2 separate regions of the Sus scrofa genome follow, and region 2 is linked to region 1. Evidence: chromatin contacts called from public promoter capture Hi-C data. All regions are on one chromosome and are shown on one strand. Each heading gives the region's core, a stretch centred on a gene start, on an enhancer-like site or on the middle of the called end of the contact. The rest is flanking DNA. Distances are from core to core; before and after follow the strand shown. Region 1 holds the start of LSP1 (lymphocyte-specific protein 1). Region 2 has its middle 3.9 kb from the start of TH.

Evidence for each region. Promoter capture Hi-C pulls out the DNA fragments that hold promoters and counts their contacts.
Region 2: a contact with region 1 is called in a promoter capture Hi-C map of fetal liver, with 2.7 times the contacts expected there. The contact joins the enhancer-like site here to the promoter of LSP1 in region 1. A contact is called at or near these places in 3 of 5 promoter capture datasets (fetal liver, fetal skeletal muscle and liver) and 2 of 47 Hi-C or Micro-C datasets (omental adipose tissue and subcutaneous adipose tissue).

What each region holds. Positions count from the first base shown.
Region 1 is chr2:1,258,815-1,264,817 of Sscrofa11.1, forward strand. It overlaps LSP1 (lymphocyte-specific protein 1), which reads left to right and starts at 3,143. Exons shown (of 11, transcript XM_021082603.1): 1 at 3,143-3,367. The coding sequence starts at 3,300.
Region 2 is chr2:1,507,099-1,513,136 of Sscrofa11.1, forward strand. No RefSeq gene overlaps it. Among named protein-coding and RNA genes, the nearest start is that of TH, 3.9 kb to the left of the region's middle. Within about 2 kb of position 1,908, at least 10 of the 83 cell types and tissues checked have an H3K27ac peak or open chromatin away from gene starts, as enhancers often do. A contact at or near this core is called in fetal liver and liver, where this site is marked.

The sequences.
Region 1 (6,003 bases), core at 1,893-4,392:
GCTGCCCGCCGGTCTCAGGCCTCTGCTGGCCGACGGGAACCCTCAGTGCCACAGCCCTTCGGACAGGCCTCTCCTCCGGCCTGGCCTCTTGGTGCCCACCTTTCCCTGTTCCTGACTCCTCCCACTCTCTCCCACCCCACCCCCAGCATCCGGTCACCCAGTGTCGCTCAAGGCTGGGGTCCCGACACCACTCTCCCTGTTGAGGCCACCTGTCCTTGGACCCAGCTGCCCCTGGACTGTCCACCTTAATGTCCTACAGGCAGCCCAGAGTCTGTGTGTCTCTTGTCCCTCTGTCCCCGTCTGCCTTGCGCAGACCTCCTCGCAGCGCCCCAGGCCTGCGCCCCTCAGCTCTGAGCCCAGGGCTGGAAGCGCCCGGCTGTCCTCCCGCAGAGCTTTCTTCGTCCTGGCCTCCGGTCAGCTCGTTGCTGTGTCGCTGGACGTGGCACCGGGCCTGGGCCCAAGGCGGGGATGAAGTGGTCTCCGCCCTTCCAAGGGCCGCCCTGAAGTTCAAGTGACGGAGGCCAAGGGTGCGTGCCTGCTTCCTGGGGGGGCCCTGGGTGCCCCCGAGGAAGGCCCTGCTCTGCTCCAGCTGCCGCCCAGCGGGGCACAGGGGCCCTCGCCGTGCCCTGCGCAGCTGGATGGGTGCTGGCTCTCCCAGCGATGCCTCAGGCTCGGCCCATGCCTGCTGGTCCACGCCGACCGGAGGGAGAGGCGGGGCCCTGTGAGACAGGCGGGGCCGGGGGGCGCTGTTTGGTTCTCAGGTGTAAGAGTCTTTGGGTCGCAGGTTAAATTGGGGCAGGTGGCGGCGGGGAGGCTGGAGACGGCAGCGAGACGGCCCTGGGGTCTGGGGAGAACCGAACCTCAGCTCAGGCGCTGGAACTTGGCGGAGGGGGGACGGGGCCAGACCGAGAGCGGACGATTCCTCTGAGAAGCGGCGGGTGAGGATGAGGGGGGAGCCCCGGGGTGACCATGCGAGCTGCATCTGAGCTCCCTGGGGCCCTCGGGTCCCCTGGAGCTCCCTGGGGCGTGGCCGCCACACGCTGCCATCTGTGCTCTTGGAGAACGGGCATCCCCAACTCTTTGGCTCTTTGCAGGACCCACAGCAGGAGGGAGGGTTTCAGGGTCACGGGGCAGCCACAGCAAAGCCCCACAGACGGCCGGTTGGAACAGCCGCTGCTCAGGCCTCGCGGCCCTGGAGGCCGGAAGTGGGCCCAGGTGTCGCAGGAGGGAGAGGCCGCTCCGGGCCCCTCCCCCGGCTTCTGGTGGTTTCCTGGGGATCTTTGGTTTGCAGAAGCACCGCCCCATCTTGCCTCCATCCTCCCGCGGCGTCTCCCGCACGCACGTCTGTCTCCAGGTTTCCCCTTTTCATAAGCGCGGCAGTCACGCCGGCTCAGGGTCCACCCAGTGGCCTCGTCTCCCCTCGGGACTTCTGCCTCGACCCCTGTTTCCAAATAAGGTTGCGTTCTGAGGCGATGGGACAGCCTGTGCGTTTGGGGAACACAGTTCACTCATAACAGGAGGACCAGGGGCTTCTGGGTCTGGGAGGATGTGACCATGGGCCCGGGGAGAGAGGCGCGGCTTCGAGCCCGGGATCAGGCGGGCGTCTGCAGGGCTCAGGAGGAGAGCGGAAAGGTGCTTGGCCGGGCGGGCTAGGCCTTCGAGGCCCGTCCAGGGCCTCGGAGTTTACCCTTCAGGCAGAGCCTGCTCTGCGGGCCTGGAAGGCCCCACACCTGGCTTCAGGCCCCACTGACTCCCTCTTGGAATTCCTAATAGCTTCTGAACCAGAGGTCCCCAATTTTCGTCTCACACGGGGCCTCACCCGTGGGGCGGGGGCACCCAGGCCACCCAGCCCACCCAGCCCCTGCCTGTTCTCCCCCACCCCGTGAGGCCCCGGAACTTCCCAGCTGTGATGCTGGGCTGACCTCACCCAAAGCCAGAGGACGGTCCTGGACGGCAGGTGGACCCAGGTCGCACCCGCTGACCGGATGCCTGGAGATGCCGGCCCCGCCCGGCTGGACGTCCAACCCCATGTCCGAGCTGGACAGCGGGTGGCCCGAGGAACCGTAGAAGGGGCAGCAAACCCGAGCTCATGGGACAAGGCCCGAGGGGCCCCTCTGTGGCCTGGATGCAGCCTGGCCTGGCCGTCCAAGCTTCTCCTGCAGGGTGAGCCGAAGGCTCCTTGGTGCCTGTGGTCAGGGAAGAGGGGCTTGTCACCTCCCAGGTCGGCTTGTCCCCAGGTGGGGCTCATCCTGATGGACAAACTGCCCTGGGCCTCAGGGCCTCCTTCCGGGTGGCCTCAGGCCCACTGCGGGCCAGGGCTTGGCAGGCTGGCCGGCCTCCCCCTTCCCTGCTCATGTGCCTGGGTATTAACCTGCATCTTGCTACTTCCACGGCTGCCCCCAGCTTGAATTAAGGGTGACAACTCAGGGCCCCCAGCTTTGGGTTCTGGCCCCCCAACGGCCCATCTCCCCTTCCCGATTTCCCAGCCCCTGGTCCGGCCGCTCCCAGAGTGGGGGGCCACGCAGCACGAAATGGCCTCCATCTGTCCCCCATCCTGCTGGTGCCTCCTGGGGAGCTCCTGGGCCCCTGCCCTCCAGAGCCTGGGGACCAACCACCCGTGTGGTCAGTTCTGAGCTGCTTGAGCATGGCAGGGGGCAGGGGGCAGGGGGCGGGGGGTGGCAAAGTCGAGGGACAGAGGAAAGGCCAGGGACCCCAACAGTTGCAAAGAGTAAAGAGAGCGCTAAGAATGGAGGTGAGGCCTGCAGGTGGGGGGCTGCTCATGCTGGGCCCCAGAAATCGCCCAGAGAGCAGGGACCTGCGAGGGGGGCTGGGTACCCGCCCACCGCCTGGGGAGCCCTCCCAGAACACCGCCACTGGGGAGGCCGCCATGCTTAATGCTGAGGCTATGGGGCCAAGACAGTGTCCTGTGCTTGGGACTCTACCTGCTTCACACGGGTGGACTCTGAGGCTGGGGCCACAGGGACCCTGGAGGAGCGTGGGGGGGCTCGCGGTGCGGGTCCCCCAACCCTGCCTCTGTAAGGTCCCTCTCTGCCCTCCAGGCCCCGGCGACTTGCCTAATGCTTCCTGATGGCTGGTTTTTTGTTTTTTTTTTTCCTCTCCTGTTGCAGCAACAGATTAGAAAACAACACCCCAGCCCAAGCCCCAAGATGGTCCAAACGTCAACCTGCTGCGGAAGAGGGAAGTGAAACCTGCTGGGGGTGGGGCCCGGCCCGCCGCCCCAGGAAGCGCCGCGAGCCGCAGTGCACACGCAAGGCCGAGGCCCGCCGGACGCCGAGCCCATGGCGGAGGCGCCCAGCCACCCCGACTCTGAGGAGCAGCAGGAGCTGCTGGTGGAAGAAGGCTCAGGGTAAGGCCCTCGGCCAGGCCTCGGGCAGGCCGCCTTCTGCCGCGGTCTCTGTAATTACCCTGGGGGCGGGGGAGGGATGCGCAAACCAGAGGTCCCTCGACGGCACCCCAGGGGCTCAGGGGAGGCACGCAGGCTGCAGGGCCCCGTCTTGGCACCCTGTCTCACCCCAGGCCGGGGAGAGGTCTCCTCTGTCTGCCCCTGCATCTGGGCCTCCCTGGGAGAGGCCGGGCTCCCCACCAGCTAGTGGGGTGCACACCCAGGACAAAGAGGCCGGGACGCCTGGTAGGGAGCCCAGGACACAGCCTGGACACCCGGGGAAGAGGCCAGGCCTTGGGCAGACAGGGCTGAAGCTGGGGAAGCCTGGCCAAGAGCAGACCCGTGGCCTCGGGACCCTCAAAGCCTGTGCTTGGGGCCCAGCTGGCCCCTCCCCCAGGCTGCCCTCCCAGCAGTGAGGGCGGAGGCCGAGGAGGAGGGCAGGCGCGGAGCGCGGGCGGGCACAGCTGGTCGGCTGCGGGACGCGAGTGGACATCAGCTGAGGCCATGTGTGGGTGGCCAGTGAAAAGGGTCACCTGTGTGGCCACGGCCAGAGCTGGGCAGAGAAACTGTGTGACCCAGGCCTCCTCGGGAAGCCTCTGCGAGCCTGTGCAGGGGCAGAGGGACCGGTCTCTGGCTGGAGGAAGGGCTGGCGATGGGCAGGTGCCCAGGCTGAGCCTCGCCCTGGGCGGAGCTGGACTTGGGGATGGACAGATGTCGTGACAGGGATGTGGAGCCCTCTGGAGAGAGAGGCCGCCGGCCCCGGAGCAGGACGGGGGCGCTGCTGCCCAGGCGATGGAAGGGAAGCAGCAGGGGCCCCAAGACCGGAGGGAGGGGTGAGACACCCACAGGATGGAGACGGGCCACCCAGGGCCGACTCCCACCTGCCCCAGAGCTGCTGCTGGGGGAGGGGGGACGCACCAGGACCCCCGCCTGAGCGGCCATGTGGGGAGGGCTCCGCACAGCCTCGGAGTTGACTTGAAAAGTGGATTCTGACCCCAGCTCTTCTGCCGGAGGTCCTTGACTCTGTGATGTCTAGGGGAAGGATGCAGGTGCCTGCGGGGGGAGGGGTGTGTGTGTGTGTGCCTCTGTGTGTGCACATGTGTGTGCCTCTGTGTGTGCTGTGTGTGTCCCTGTGTGCATGGCTCTGTGTGCCTGTGTCCCTGCGTGTGTGCTGTGTGTGTGCCTGCGTGCGTGTGAGAGGCTGGGGTGGGAGGCCCTCTTCTTGCTGTATCCCCTGTGGGGCACTGGTGTGGGGGATGCAGGGCTGAGTGCCGGGGAGGGGGAGGCCGGGCAGCGGCTGGGCAGTTGGGGTTTGGTTGGGCTGAGTGTGCCCCCTAAGGGTTGTCGGGGGCTGAGTGGGAGGGAGGGCAGCACGGCCGGGCTGTGGGCCCCAAGGAGGTGGCCTCGTCCTCCCAGGCAGGCAGGTCACTTCATGTGCAGCAGGTGACTGGGCAACAGCTGTGTCCTTGCTCAGAAATGGCGCCTCACGTCAGCGCCGTCTGAGCCCTGGGCCCCTCCAGTCATTTCCTGCCCATAATAGGGCACGACTTGAGGAGCCTGGCCAGGCCTTCCCCTGCCTTGGCCGCATCCTTGCCCCCACCCCTACCAGCTGTCGCACATGCCCAGGAGACAGAGCAGGCGGTGGCAGGCACGGTCACCAGCCCAGGTCCAGGCGGGTGGCTGGTGCCTGTCCTGGGGGCTCGGGCTGCACCTGCAGGGTGCGTCTGGAGCTTGCCTGGAGAGCCGGCCAGATGCACCCCTGGCCCCTGGAGCCTGGTGCCTCCCCCCTACACCCCGACCTCACCCCACGGTGCGGGGCGCGGCACTGACCTTTCAGAATGAAACTGAGACCCAGGGCGGGCAGGGTTCTCGTTTCACAAGGTGACTAAGAGAAGTGGGGAATTTCCTGGGTAGAAAGGTGGGGGAGACATCCCCGATGCCCAGGCAGGGACCTGCGGCCTGGGAAGTCCCACCTGGGGCCCCCGAGACGGCCAGGAATGAGCAGGGCCTACTGGGGCTGGCGTGGAGCCCAGGACACCCACCCCAGCCCTGGGCACGCTGCCCCGGGGCAGGAGGGGGGCGGACGCGTCTGGGTCTCCGGACCCAGGGCAGGCTGTGCCCCTCCACCTGGCCAGGTGGGCCAGCCCCTCAGACTGCCCCAGGCCCTCGGATGCCCCCAGGCACCCTGACCCCCCCCCCCCAGAGCCCTGCTGGGTCTTCCCTGCATTAGTACCATATGCAGAAGTCTTGCTGCCACCTGCAGACAGGCTGGCCAGAGGCCCGGCCTCCCTGGCCGCAGCCCAGCCCCTCCCTGCTGGGCCAGGACCCCCCCTCTCCGCGAAGCTGCCCGACCATGTCCTCCCACGCGTGGACCATTCCCCACAGAGCAGCCAATTACCGCCCCAGGACGGCCAGGCTGACCTAGCCTCCCCCCCAGGGTCTGGCCTTCCCAGCTCTTCCCAGTTCTGGAAGGTGCCAGAATCATTGCAGACTCCTCACAGGCCCTTCCTCCACTGACCTGGCTGCCCCACCCCTTTCCCAGGCTACCCCCCTCCCGGGTGGCCACTCCCCAGCCCCCTTTGCTGCTGCCACTGGAGCCC
Region 2 (6,038 bases), core at 658-3,157, 250 kb after region 1:
CCGCGGCAGGAGGCCTTCTCCACCTGCACAGGTCCACCTCGGCTGCCCACCGTGTTATCTCAAGGAAGCGCCCACTCTTTATCACAGTGGCCAGTCACCCCTCTTCTCCCAGACCTTCCCCCAAAGTCGTCTGACCATAGCACTCTCTTGCTCCATAGCATTCTATGGCTCCCCAAGGCCCCCTGGAAGCAGCCCGAGGGATCCCCCCTCACCTCCCCCTGCTGATCTCACCCCTGACTATTCCTATTTCCTGCTCTGGGAGGGTTTGGGGCTCCATGACACCCAGTTTGAAATACCATTCCTCGGTCCCTTCTCCTGGCGAACTCCTATTCATCCCACAGAACCAGCTCGGTTAACTTGCACTCTGCAATGCCCACCCTGTCTTGCCCCTGATATTAACCGCCCCCTCCTCCACTCTCCTGGCTTTCCTCCCCTCTGCAAACTCCCTGAGGACAGGAACCTGCTGGTATTGGCCATGGCCTGTCTCATCTCCTGGACTCTGGGGTCCTGGAGAACCTGTCTCAGTGGCCCCTGCCCCCAGGGCCTGGCCCGGGAAGCACCACAGGGCTGTCTGCCCCACACGGCACTCAAAGGATCTGCCAGAGACCTCAGAGCTGGGCTCTGCCTTCCCGGGCTGACACGGAGGGCTGTGGCTTCCACCACCCCAGGCCACAGCCAGCCTGCCCAAGTCCCTGAAGTGTCCCCAGAGGTGGCCCTGCCTCCACGCCCAACATCAGGCCTGCTGCAGCCCTGGACGGCCCCCTGTCCCCCGGAAGCCCTCGGGGCTCTCTCGCGTCGCCTCTGGGGAACCCTCGGTAATGTGGCCCAGCCGTGCAGTGGCCGGATCATTTGCTCAGGGGGGCCCAAGGCAGGGGGGTGACACATCCGCAAGTACCGCATATGCACAGGATATGGATTGGGTGTGGATTTAACCTTTTCGCAAATGTCTCTGCCGGTACAAATATTGTTTCTAATCCTCTGCCTCCCTGAGCCGGTGAGTCTGCCCGGGAGCTGCGGGGAGCTGGCTTGCTGAACCTGCCCTGGCCCCCACCCCCAAGGGAGCCCCCGGCCAGTGCTGAGGGCAGGAAGCTTGGGCACAGGCTGCAGAGGCCAGCGCTGGCCTCAGTCACCTGATCCTGTGTCCCCCTGCCCATCGTCCTGGGAAGGGAGGCCCACACCACCGCTCCAGGGCTGGCCGGCCCTGGCCCGAGTCTGGGGCCCCCGGGGCAGAGACAGCCCCCTCTCCTTTGGCCCTACCCCCCTCCAGCCCAGAGGGCGGGACCTGGGGCCCCCACGTCTGCCCCCTTCCAAGCCCCTCTCCTCTGGTTCTGCACCCCGGGCCCCTTCCTGCCTGTGGGTACCCCTAGCCTGGGCCTCCTGGGGTGACGGCAGGGCCTGCCCCTCAGAAGGGCCTTCGTGTACCCATTCCGCAGGTGGAAAGGCCGAGGTGACTGATTTCTTTGGGTCACGTGGTGCGTGTTGAGCCTGCTTCCCGCCTCCTGAGACGTGGCTCTTTCAAGGACCCACTGGCGTCCATCCCCAGGGGCCGAGGGCTCAAGGGGAAAGTCTAACAGAGGCTGTCTGGGCAGGCAGAGACCCCACGGAGGGACGGGCTGGTGGGGGTTCTGGGGGAAGGTCAGGCCATGTCCCTGCGGCCTGGACATGGTCCCCTGGGGGCCGAGCCCCGCGGGCTGGGACTGGGGGGACGGAGGGAGGGCCAGGCCCCGCCGCCAGGGCCCCCTCAACCCCTGCTGTCCTTCCCCTGCTCCGGGCCTCACGGCCCCACCTCCCCGCAGGGCCTCCGCCCCAAGCAGCCCCCACCCCGCAGTCGGGCTGCACAACTCCAGCCGCCTCGCCAGGCACGGAGGAGGCGCCGAGCGGGATCGTTTGCTCTCAGCAGGCAAGGGCCTCCGAGGCCTTAATAGCCCATAATGACAGCGCCCGCTCCTGGCATGGGGCCCCGCCTGGCATGGGGCAGGGCAGGGCAGAGCAAGCAGCATGCAGCTTCTACCTTCTTCCTGACCTCGTGGCCCCTTCCGAGGCCTCAGGGGGTCCCCCGAGTGGGACCCCAGCCCTGGCTCTCCTCTCCAGAGCCAGGCCCAAGGCTGGGAGTGGCCCAGAGATGAGGGTGCCCGAGCAGGGCACTGCCTTGGCGTCCCCATCCCTGGCGCCTCAGGGCCGTACTGTCCAAAACCAAAAGAAAGCAGTCAGCAAAACTTCTCCCAGCAAGCTGGGGTCAAAGGTCGCTTCCGAGGCGTGATCAGGGTGGCCTTTGCTACTGTCACCGTGTGCCCTGGGAGAGGCACAGGGACACAGACACACACCTCCGAGAACCTGGGGCTTCCAGGGCGTCAGGCTGCCTGGGCCATCCCGGGCCCCTGTGGTCCCAGGATCTGCCGGGACCGTGAGGCCTGCGTCCCACCCTCTGCCTGGGACAGGCCCCACAGAGCTCACAGCCAGGGGACCGGGGACAGGGCCCCGCCTGGGCCACCTGCCTCCAGCCTCACCCAGCCTGGGCCCCAGGCCTGTGCCTGCGACACCCTGAGTCTCAGGACGGGCGCGGGACAAAGCCGCCCGGCCCCTCCCCCGGCTGGGAGGAGACCCGCGTGGCCCTGACGTGTGGGCCTGTCAGAGCTGAAATGTCACAGCAATTAGCCCTAACGAGGCCGAGGGAGGGAGCGGCGGGGAGGCCGGCGGAGGGGATCCACGAGCCGAGGGCCCGGAGCTGGCCACCCCACCGGTCGATTCCAGGCACTCAGGGATAATTGGGTGTTTAGAAGTCAGGCGGCAGCAGAGAGCGGGCCAGGCGGGCTGTGCCCCCCCTCCCACCGCCCCTTAACAGGTGCCCGAACACGCAGGTCTGGGGAGATGCTGAGGTCGCCAAGGGCACCCCTGGCCGTGCCGCGGGTGCTATGCTGGTTCGGCACCATGGGAGCTGCACCTGCAGCTGTATTGGTCTGTGTGTGTGTGTGTGTGCACGCGTGTGCGTGTGTACGTGTGTGTGTGTGTGTGTGTGTGTGTGTGTGTGTACGTGGGGGGGGGGGCAAGCCCGTGCATGTGGTGCACAGCAGGGATGTAGAAGGTCTGACCCACCATGGTGGGACTGCCCCGGTGCCCCCTGGCTCCATGTCCCCCCAGACCCTTGTAGGAGGTCTCGGCTATGGCCCCAGGGTCCTGGGGTGCCCTCCAGACCCGCCTGCCTTGCCCCCATGCTGGTGACGCAGCCAGCCTCCCACCCCTTCCCCCGGCCCTTTTAGTCTTCTGACAAATTAGCCGGAGAAAAGCAATAAAAGCCACAATCAGCTCTCGTTAGTCACCCCGGGCAGCTGAGCTTTGACGGCAATCAGGTCTAATTGCAAGAGCAGGTCCCTGCCTAGCCTGGAGCCCCAGCCTGGTCACCTGTCCCTGCGGCTGCTCTGGGCACCAAGGGCCCTGGACGGCCCAGGGTGGCCTCATCCCGCATCCCCGCAGAGGCCGCCTTCACATCCCATGCGGGAGCCTGGCTTCCGGCACCCGGCTGTGCCCTCGCTGTGGCCCTGGACTGCTTTCGCAGAAGCATAGGGGCCACAACATGGGACAGCCTCGCTCTGCTCGCTGTGGTTCCGCTGAACCTCTCAGCTGGACATCTGGGCAGCAAGCACCCCAGCTTTGCTTCAGGCTCTGGTTCCAGGCTGGGCCCTCCTCGGCCCTGCCCGCTGGGTGCCAAGCAGGGCTGGTCCGGCTGTGCCCCCGGGTCTATAGAAGCCTCTGCAGGGCTTCCTACAGCCAGGCTGGGATTCGGCGGCTGCCCGGGACTGAGGCCCCCTCTGAGTCTGACCCCCCCATCCTTCCCTCCCACACAGCCCCCCGCCCCCGCTTCTGCTTCAGTGAGGCCCCACCCTGCCTCACTCGCTGACATTTCCAGAACAGGGGGTTCCAGGAAGCCCTGAGCCTGCAGGGGACTCAGTGACCAGCCGCATCTGAATTTTCCCTCCTTCTGATCTCTGGAGACACGTCTGGCTCAGCCTGGCTCGAGTGCCCTGAGCTGGGGACCAGGACAGACCTGCAGATGGAGGTCTGAGCCTGGGCAGGGCAGGGCCCAAGGCTCAGGGAGAAATTGCAGGTGTGAGATCAATGACCGGAGCCTGGATGGGGCCGCCCTGGCCAGGGCAGCTTTCTCCCTGCAGCTCCCTGCCACTGTCCCCCCCAACTCTGGGCTCCTGCTCTGGACCCAGTTGTGTGTTCCCCTCCTCCCAGCCGAGCCACCCTCCCCCATTCTGCCCCCCCCAATCCAACACCCTATCGTGGGAACCAGTGGAGCTGAAAGAAGGACCCCCCAAGGGCCCCCCAGCCGCTGTAATCCTTGGGGGCCTCTGCCCAGGTGCCAGGTCTCGGGCAGGAGGGGCCGCGGGCACAGCCGTGGCAGATGCGCCCCCCAAGCCTGGGCTCGGAGGAGCCCCGCCCCCACTGACATTTCCAGGCCGCCCGCTGCAGACCCGGCTGGCCGTGATATTTAGACAGGGCTTATTTGCCGTGACTGGTTTTTGATGACTTTGGGGCCCAGGATGAGCTCAGCCGAGCCCGCGTTGGCCCACCTTGGTCTCAGCTTGGGTTTGATAATATAACGCGTCCAGCTGAGCCGCTGCCGCCTGCGTGGGCCGAGGCCCCCCGGGCCCCAGAGAGCTAGGCCCACGTTCTCGCTCTCTGCTTGGGGCCTGGGGCTCACACCAGGGCAGGCCCCACGGAGCCCCAAAGCTGAGGTTGCTGCCCCCCCACCACCACCCGGACCCCCAGGGGAGGGTCCACGGGCGCCGGGAATGCCGCTGCTCCCCCACCCGCCAGGGCCTCCATTCGTTCGTCGCCCACAAGCATCCCCAGGGCGCTTTTGAACCAGGACCCTTCCCGTGGAAGGTCACTGCCGTCCAGGCCAGGACCTCCTGGGGCCCGCCTTCCCCAGGCTGAGTCCCGAGTGCAGAGCAGGGGGCGCTCACCCCTGCCCAGCCTGGCCGGCAGAGGGGGGACCCCACACCTCGGCAGGGAGACGGCGGTCCGGGGTCTCGCCGATGGACAGCGGGGTGGGGGATGGGGACAGGAGCAGCACTTTGGGGGTACCTCCCCTCACCCCAACTTTCTGGAAGACTTCCCAGTTCTTGAAAGTTCCCCAGGAAACCCAGACTGAGAGAAGCCTCGCCAACCCCCCAAGAACCCAGAGAAGCCGGGTCGGGGGGACGCTGTGTGTGCAGACCCTCTGCCCTGCCGTCTCGGCCCCACCTGGCTCCGGCCTTCCTGGGTCCCTCCGCAGAGCCAGGGCCAGGGCAAGCCCCCAGCCCAACCAAGTCCCCCTCGCTGATCCCCAGGGAGGCCAGACTTGTGCCTCGGATACCCTCGCATGGCGGGGCCACGGCGGGTGGGGGGCGTCTGCGCGGCTGCCCTTGGAGGGGGACTTGGAGACTGTGGTCCAGATGCCAGGGTGGGGTCTTCCGGGGCCTCCCTCCTCCCCGGGGCCTGGGAGGACCCCCTTCCCCAGCCCAGGGGGTGCTCCGGACCCCAGCCCCAAGCTGCCTTTACAGCAGCGGGGGGCCTGTTTGCTTCTTGATGTGACCGGCTGGCTAAAGTCAGTGCCCCCCTCCTGGTGGCTCATTTTGGGTGTCACCAGCCCATCTGTCTCCCTGGCAACGGGCCCCAAGCTTCCGTGAAGTGAAGGGACACAGACAGAATTTTGGGGAGAACCAGGCTCAAGGCAGCAAGGTCAGGGGACTGGGAGCCACTGGCTCTTCCTTCCTGCCCCCACGAGGCCCTGCCCCTTCTCAACACCCCTCGCCCACCCACCTCCCCCGGCCAAGGGTGCCACTCAGGACCTTCAGGGCGCCTGCCGCGGCCCCACCACCCACCAGCCTCCACCCTAACTGCTCTCCATGTCATTGGCTTTAAGAAAATTATTATTTTTAGGAGCTCCCTTTGTGGCTCAGTGGTAACAAACCCGAGTAGGATCCATGAGGCTGCGTATTCGATCCCTGGCCTCGTTCAGTGGGTGAAGGACCCAGCATGGCCGTGGGCTG